Regions from separate parts of the Mus musculus genome. Here region 1 is linked to region 2. A link is a contact called in public promoter capture Hi-C data. All regions are on one chromosome and are shown on one strand. Each heading gives the region's core, a stretch centred on a gene start, on an enhancer-like site or on the middle of the called end of the contact. The rest is flanking DNA. Distances are from core to core; before and after follow the strand shown. Region 1 holds the start of Tnfrsf1b (tumor necrosis factor receptor superfamily, member 1b). Region 2 overlaps Vps13d (vacuolar protein sorting 13D).

Evidence for each region. Promoter capture Hi-C pulls out the DNA fragments that hold promoters and counts their contacts.
Region 1: a promoter capture Hi-C map of pre-B cells shows a contact between it and region 2. The contact joins the promoter of Tnfrsf1b here to the enhancer-like site in region 2. A contact is called at or near these places in 3 of 39 promoter capture datasets (the C10 cell line, the HPC-7 cell line and pre-B cells) and 3 of 115 datasets of contacts at active chromatin or transcription factors (bone marrow-derived macrophages, embryonic stem cells and memory CD8 T cells).

Annotation. Positions count from the first base shown.
Region 1 is chr4:145,245,184-145,249,406 of GRCm38.p6, reverse strand. Tnfrsf1b (tumor necrosis factor receptor superfamily, member 1b) reads left to right here and starts at 2,537. Exons shown (of 10, transcript NM_011610.3): 1 at 2,537-2,683. The coding sequence starts at 2,606. It overlaps Gm36233 (a long non-coding RNA gene), which reads left to right. Exons shown (of 3, transcript XR_001784499.2): 3 at 505-609.
Region 2 is chr4:145,018,016-145,021,969 of GRCm38.p6, reverse strand. Vps13d (vacuolar protein sorting 13D) reads left to right here. Exons shown (of 70, transcript NM_001276465.1): 66 at 1,701-1,833. Among named protein-coding and RNA genes, the nearest start is that of Gm36317, 57 kb to the right of the region's middle. Within about 2 kb of position 2,324, at least 92 of the 459 cell types and tissues checked have an H3K27ac peak or open chromatin away from gene starts, as enhancers often do. A contact at or near this core is called in the HPC-7 cell line, bone marrow-derived macrophages, memory CD8 T cells and 1 more, where this site is marked.

The DNA of each region.
Region 1 (4,223 bases), core at 1,288-3,787, 230 kb before region 2:
CAGCTTGTTGGAGTGTGAGATGATAGGGTTGGGACTGTCCTGGGAAGTGGGGAGGTACCAGATTAAGATGATCCGTCTGCGACCCTTATGAAATCCACCATCCTATCTCTGCTGACTGATATAAGAACAATGGGACCTTTTCTGTACTGTGGGGCTTATGGACTAAAAGGTGAATGGTGGGGTTGATAGAGCCAAGCACTGACTGGATTAGACTGGATTCCAACCCTGATATATACCTAGCCATTCGTTAATGTTCCCCACTTGGTGTTTTGAGACAAGGTTTCTCTATATAGCCCTGGCTGTCCTGATATTCGCTATATATATTCACTATATACATCAAGCTGGCCTTGAACTCTCTGAGATCTTCCTCCCTAGTGCTGGAATTAAAGGCATGCACCACCACGTCTGGTTAATATTCATCTCTTTATTGTCTCTTGTGTATACTTAGCAGAAGTCCTCACTCACTTCCATTTTATTGAGCTGTCCTTATTGTGTGTTCCCTAGGCACCAAGGGAATAGCCAGAACAGGATGGTGTACCTGTGTCCTAGAGGAGTATATAATGTGACAGAGTGAACAGTGACTGGGCTGTGTAGGAGCTCCTTGACTTTGAAGGTAACTAAACTGGGTTTGAAACAACACTACTCCCTCCTAGCTGTGAAAGGTCCTATAAAACTTCATCTCCCCCCACCCCTGCTCCTGCAAGACCACATGTACCAGCAGACATATGTTGCTGACCCTGAGTAGTCTTCCAGTAACTGCTGGTTTCACAACTACTAAGTGTTATCAGTGTGAATAGCAAGTGATCCCTGGTGAAGATTTGCAAGGCACCTGCACAGGTGCTAAGTTAGCTGTCAGGGATTGGGCGGGGGGGGGGGTTGGGGGGTGGAGGTGGGCTGTCAGGCTGTACTATTTTCACAGAATAACAGCTGATGCTATATCGTAAGTAGCATTTTAAAAAATCATCAGGGTAGAGCTGCTGTGATTGCTATTGGCGGCTTTATAAGAAGAAAAAGAGAAACACAAACACACACACAAACACACACACACACACACACACACACACACACACACACACACACACACACCATCCGTATCTCTTACTATGTAGTTTTTGCCACCAAGGCTATCGTCAGCTATGTTCCATTAACGTTGGATGAGAACCATGAAACGAAGTCACCCCGTTCTCTTCAAAGTGTATGACATGTGTGATGCTGAACCGCAGAATACAGACTAAGTTAGGAACCAGCCTATGGTCTCCCACATGTGATTCTTGGTGGCATTGTTACCTGCCTGGAGAGAATGAGTAAATTGGACCCACTGGGCAGAATCCAGGGCAGACCACTGAATCTTGCTTCTGACAGGTGACACTGGCTTTCAGCTTTCTCAGATAGACCAGAGCACCTCCTCCACATGTCTTCCACAGGAGGCTTAAAGACCAGAACCCTCCCTGCCTGCTCAGTGGCTACCCCTCTTCAGGGTTGAGGTTTTGAGCTGAGACCTATGTCTCAGAAACATGTGAGAACCAGGTGATTTCCCAGGCTCCTGACCAGCAGGTGGGATTTTCCATCCTCCCAAGGGTCACTTCCCAGTTTCTCCCCCAGCACCTAAAAGTACCGTCCTTGAGGTGGCCCTCACAAGGGCCAGTGGCTGCGGGTCTCTCAGTATCTCAATCAGCCTACAGTAAGAGTGTATGTGTCCATGAGGAGGGACAGAATAGTTGCCTGCCTCCCTACCCACCCTACCTCTCCAAATACTCCATATTCAGGGCTGTAGGGATATGCACTGTCCTTGGGAGCTTGCTGATGAGGTCAGTTCTAGGAAGCAAGACTTTCTGGATGGTTTTCTTCCTCGATTTCTGTTTACCTATCAGCCAAGAGAACTCAGAAAAAGAGGACTGCTCTTACTTAGGGTTCCAAGTATGTTTAAGGAAAAAATGAAACATATTAAAAAGAGCTATACCTATGCAATGCTGCTTATACTATGCCTGTACACTCCGAGTAAGCAGACATATGCTGCACATTATAGGAGCCATATTATATAGCTCATATTAATAAGCTCCATGAGAAGATGCAAACATTCATGTGGAGTTAGCCTGGCTCTAGAGTCTAAATGAGTGAATTATCTAGAAGGCTTTGGTTCTCCTGAGCGGTGCCAACTTTGGGACTGCTTTCCCCCCATGTCCTACCACGAAGAGTAGGAAGTCCATGAGATCTGGGACGGGCTGATGGTGACAAATTAGCTGGGGGAGGCCCAATCAGGGCACCCAGTCACGAATATAGTGGACACCTGCGCCAGTCTCTTCCCCACCACTGGAAGGGTGTCTCGAAGAGGAAGGAGTGATAGAAGCGCATTCATTCCCGGAAGAGATGCTGGAGAAAGAGGCCCAGAGATGCCAGGGAATCACAGGTGGAGGTGTCCTGCGAGGGGCGAGGACTCTGTGTAAAGAGGCGTGTCCTCAGGGCGCGGCCCCGCCCATTCCCGCCCTCCCCCCACCCCCTGGTCTGCCCTAGCTCCTGGCCTGAGGGTTTCGCTTTCAGTCACCAGCTAGAGCGCAGCTGAGGCACTAGAGCTCCAGGCACAAGGGCGGGAGCCACCGCTGCCCCTATGGCGCCCGCCGCCCTCTGGGTCGCGCTGGTCTTCGAACTGCAGCTGTGGGCCACCGGGCACACAGTGCCCGCCCAGGTGGGTGACTCTTGGGGTCACGGGGGACAGCTGCGCATCACAAAGTGCCCATTCCAGCTACTGCTACTGCACAATTCCGGGACAGCATGAGAGGCCATCACGTCCCCAGCAGACACGCGCCACGCGCCTCTGGGGACCCACTGGGGACCCGAGGTCTGGCCCGTTGGGATCCTGGGGTGGTACTCGGTTCCCGACAGCCTTATGTTCCAGAAATACCCAGTGGCTTTCTCCGCGAGCTTGATCAGGGCTCGAATAACACCCAGCAGGGCTCAGGAACACTGTTCATCCTTGCGAAATCCCTTCTGTCCCGCGGTCTCGAGGCGGGAAGGACCAGGGCCACTGCCCCATTGCTTGAGCGGGTTGTGTCGTCTGAAGACTTCCTTCTCTGCGCCATGGTCTGTCTCTTTCTTAGAAACCCTGGGATTACTAGATGTTGGCGGGGCCAGGAGTCTAAGTAAGCGCCTAGTATAAGAGACCGATGGGGAGTGAGTCACTTCTCTGTCACTAGATTGCTTCCATGGATCCGCCTTGCTGTGTTCAGGGGACGTTTCAGAATGTTCTCAGTGTAGTGGCAGAGAGGGCAGCTACCCCAAGGAACCTCGGGAAAATGGACCGATTAAAGATCCCAGTATCCGGTATTCACATTGCCCCCCTCCCCCCCCCTTCCTGCCTCCATTGATCGAAGACAGGGTAAAAAAAGGCAGATTACAGGTACGGAAAAATGAGGAGGCTCAGAGAAATTACCTTTTTTGAAGGATTTAAAGGGAGCTTGCTGCACTGACATGCCTTTGCTTGGTTCCATGTATGCTCTCTGCCTCCTGAGCCCACCTTGATGGACAGGGTGTGCTTACCTGACTGCAGGGGAGTAGAGTGGAAGGTGGCTTCTGTTGCGTCCGGAGGTGATATTCAATGGTCCTGGGATGCAAAGGAATGGACTCATCCTTGGTGGGTGTAGGTCCTCAGGGAGGTGTCAAGGATGGACTCTGGGTCAGGACAGTCCCAGTTCTGAGGGCGGAGTGTGAATGTGCATGGTTGTGGTCAGGAGCCTGAGTGGGGATTGTGCTCTGAGCTCCAAGGAAGGATAGGTCTTTGGGCACTGAGCTGGGGTCTGTCCCTGGGGACAGACAGAGCACAGGAGCTTCTGTACCGGATGGGACACGCAAGGCTTTGTGGGATCCACAGTGGTTTGGCTGAAGGTGTTTCCCTCAGACTTCCTTCCATACCTGACCAGTCCCAGGTCAGCTTAGACCTTCTACTACTGTTGCGTGGACTCTTAGCTAGTCTGCCTGTGTTCTAACTCCCACAAATCCTCCTTTGACAGAGAGACCTTGCTCAAGCCCAGACACCTCTATCTGGGAAGCCTTTGTAGCTCCTAGTGGTGGAGGCAGAACCCTTCCTTACCTTCAAGGTATTCCAGGCCAGATGGACATATCTGTGTTGCCTGCTCACATGAACCTATGCTCTGTGAAGCTGATGACTAGGTGTCTACCACTGTGCGTGTATGACCCCTGCACACACATTGTCCATATTACAGATCTCT
Region 2 (3,954 bases), core at 1,075-3,574:
AGCTGTATATCTAAATAACATTCCTGTGAGTTCTCTAAGAGGTTAGTCCTGGGTCATTGGCACTTTAAAACAGTTGTTTTGGTAGATCCTTCCTGAGAAGGTTAATTATATATTTGATACCCTTCTCTTTTTATGCCTGAATGATGGGGATAAGTACCCTGTGGTTTATTAACTGTCATGCTAAACCTTTTCAAATTGTCTGGTGACAAAACAGAGTTTATATCCTTTTTATCCAGCTTTGATAGATGAGACAGCTTCTCTGGGTAAAGTAAACCAGAGTAAATAAAATCCTCTGATTTATGGGGGATGATGGGTTTGCACTCAAAATCATGGGTGTTCATCTTTTTGCCCACTTCCTTCTCTTCATTTGATCAATGGGGCTGTGCACCTGATGGGCACTCAGTAATTGTTAAGTGAAAGAAGGTGTAACTTTAGGGAGGTTCATCTCACCTTTTCTTTTCTCCACATTGAGCCCCATGCTCAGTGCATGCCAGGCAAACATCCTACCAAGCTGCACCTTTACCCAGTTCTCTAGAGACTTTGATACGAAACCCTAGACTGATAAATCTGGCATCTCCTGCCTTGAAATACACTGATTACCAGCACAAAGGCTGTGTTCTGAACATCAAAGGATCCCAATTCTCGCCTCCTCTATCCATTTTTTAACTTAATGTTAAAAAAAATTGTATGTGCTTATGTGTATGTATTTTAGTATATGTTTGTATGTACATGTGTGTGCCTGTGTATGCACACAGAGGATAGAGGAAGAGGTGCCCTACTCTATCAGTCTCTACCTTATTTTCTTGAAACAGGGTCCTTCATTAAGCGTAGAGATAGACTGGTGACCAGCAAGCCCCAGCAACCCTGCTCCCTCTGGCTAAAGTATGCCAGAGAGATAATATCCTCTGATTTGTGGGAGAGGATGAATCTTCACTTGAAATCATGGGTTCACGTCTACTGTTAATCTTTTAACCACTGCTACACCACTGGGTTGCCGGGCACCTGTACAGCAGTGACCGACTTTTTCCATGGGTGGTGGGGATTTGAACTCGGGTTCCTGTGCTTGCTTGGCAAGTGTTTTAATCTGTCAAGCCATCTCTCTAACCTCCACACCTTTAACATTTAAAAAGGTTTCAGGGGTGCAGATAAGGTAGCTCTTACATGGAATACTTCAGCCTAGACCTAGTTACGATTTTTGGATTTCCCAACCTCAGGACTATTTACCTATGAGATTTTCTGAGGGAGGAGATGTAAGTTTAGATGTGAAATTCACCCAGGTTCATACTGGGATTCATACACACCTCACACACAGTCTGGCGCACCAGCATCTGATTTGCAATCCTCCACATGGGGCAGGGCATGGAATTTTCCACTGTGGTGCTGTGTCAGTACCCAAAAAGATTCAGATGTTAGAATATCTTGCATGTAAAGGTTTTTTTGGATTTGGGTTGTTCAGCCTAAATTGTACAACAGATGTGTAATGCTTTGAGAGGGTTCTTCTAGTGCCTCTTGTTTCCCTGTGTCTGCTACCCAGGGTTTTAAGAGACAGGCTGCTGGGGCAGATAGTATGTAACTCAGAAGTTAACCTTTCTGTGTAATCACAATTTACTTACTCTTAGCTAAGACCAAGGGAAGGTATTTATTTAATAGCAAAAATGTTGAAGCTTTAAAACTCCTCTTTGTGTTTTATTTTGTTCTAGTTTGCAGGGACACTATCAGATGGCCTGGGGAAGACGATGGACAATCGGCACCAGTCAGAGCGAGAGTACATCAGATACCATGCTGCCACCAGTGGAGAGCACCTTGTGGCTGGCATTCATGGATTGGCTCATGGTAAGGCACTTGCAATTAGGTTAAGGAAGAATGCCCCTCTTGCCATGGCCTCTCATAAGTACCTTTATATACACATCTCAGTGCAAGGGGTAGGAGGGGGATGAAAGCTGCCAGCAGCAGATACTGGTGAGGTGTCTTGGTGAGTCTGATAGCCTTTCTTTTCACTCCTTCCCTGAAGTCCTTGTCCCTTTTCGGGATGCTGAGCGCACTGCACTTCCTTCCAGTTCTCTAGCTTCCATGGCTAAGGGCATCAGATACAATCCATCAATCTCCTCTTAGAATCTGGACCTGTTGCTTTAAAACTATCTTTAGAGGGCTCAGAAAATGGCCAAGTTGGTAAAGCACTGGCAAGGCAAGCACAAGGCCCGAGTTTAATCCCAGCACCACATCAAAAGCCAGATGTGGATCCCTGGGGCTTGCCATTCAGACAGCCAAGTGAAAGACACTCTAACAGCAGCAGCAGCAACAACAACAACAAGAGGTAGATGACTCCTGAAGAATGACATCAGAGGTTGACCTCAGATGTCTGCATGTGTTGACCCATGCACATGACTGCCTGATGCTTGCCACTTGTTCCTTCCAAAGAAACTGAGATATAAAAGTGGCTCCTGGCATATGGTTGTGGTGTTTCTGCGTCTATAAGATAGATGCAGAATTACAAAACATGTAATTGCAAAGAAGGAAGTGGCAGGCAGACATGTGTTTTCTCTGAGTTTGTTTCAACTGTCACCCATTTCCTATTACTGTGGTTTTCTTAGCAAATTCTAAATGTGGCATCGAAAGCCTTTGGAAATACAGGCCCAGTCAATTTTTCTACCAGTGTCCCCCAGCCACACAGAAGGAAGTGCTGCCCCCATTCCTGACCTAGGTACTTCCGCTCATACTTCTGCAAGCACCTGTGGCACTGGTCATATGGCCAGTGATGTGTGACTCACTGTCAAATGGCCTGAGTGTCAGAAAAGCAGAGGGGCCATCTAGAGCCCACTGGCCCATAGTATATTCAGTGATGGCTAGCAGCTTTGACCAGACCCTAGGAATCATTGATACGATGACAGTCCCCTAGTCTATCAGTCACAACTGTCTATATTTGGAAGAAGGGAGGTCACTGTTTTATAATGATGTATGACTAGTTCTAAGCTTAGGGTACAGTGTTTACAGTGGAAGGCTTTTCTGAGCCCTATCAGTTGTAAAGTGGATGACCAAGTATCAGGCAGGGTGTAAAACTGGGCTAAATTAATCTGTTTATAAAATTTTAAAGTAAAGATTTGGAATAATCCTTCTGGAGTAAAGATTAAATTGTCTTTATTAGCTGTAATGTAATACAGTAGCAAGTAGAGCACAGTTTTAATTAATGTGAAGATTTTTGCTGTGTCTAATTGCTATCCTCTCTTCAGAGAGAGGTGGCTGGCCTCACTTTTTGGATGAACACAGCTATGTACTAAGAAGCTGGGTGATTGTTCACAGTTGCCAAATCACCTCCAATCAAAGATTGTCCTTATGCTATCCACAACCCCTCCAGGAGCCACTTAGGCCAATCTGAGCCCAGAACCAGTACCCGCCTCATCCAAGAGGGCACTGAGCTCTGGGCAGTGTGAAAGGAGAGTCTCCTTTAGGAGGAAAAGAATCACATTATAATAAGACCAGAGTCTATCTAGTCTCCTTAATTTGGAACTGGAGTCCTGGAGAAGATCAGATGGCTCAGTGAACAAACATGGTTGCTGCTAAGCTTGACAAACTGCATTCAATAGCCAGGACCCACATAATGGAAGGGAAGAACTGACTCCTATAAATTGTCTCCTGACTTTCTCATGTGGACTTTGGCTTGTAAGTGTGCTTGTGTGAGCAGGTGTCAGTGTGAGTACGTGTGTGTGTGTGTGTGTGTGTGTGTGTGTGCGCGCGTATGCATGCTCACATACTCATAAAATAAATGAATAAAAAACTGGAGTCCTATTTGATCTGTTGAAGACCACCTCCTAAGTCCTAGTTGTTTAGCCGGAATTCTGTTCTGAGTTAGGATAGGAATGTTGCCTCACTGGAGCAAAAAGATCCTGAATCTGAAAGAAACTCTATGAATTTCAGGGACACTCTCACCCAACCAGTTTCCTTTCCTAATTTGTCTCA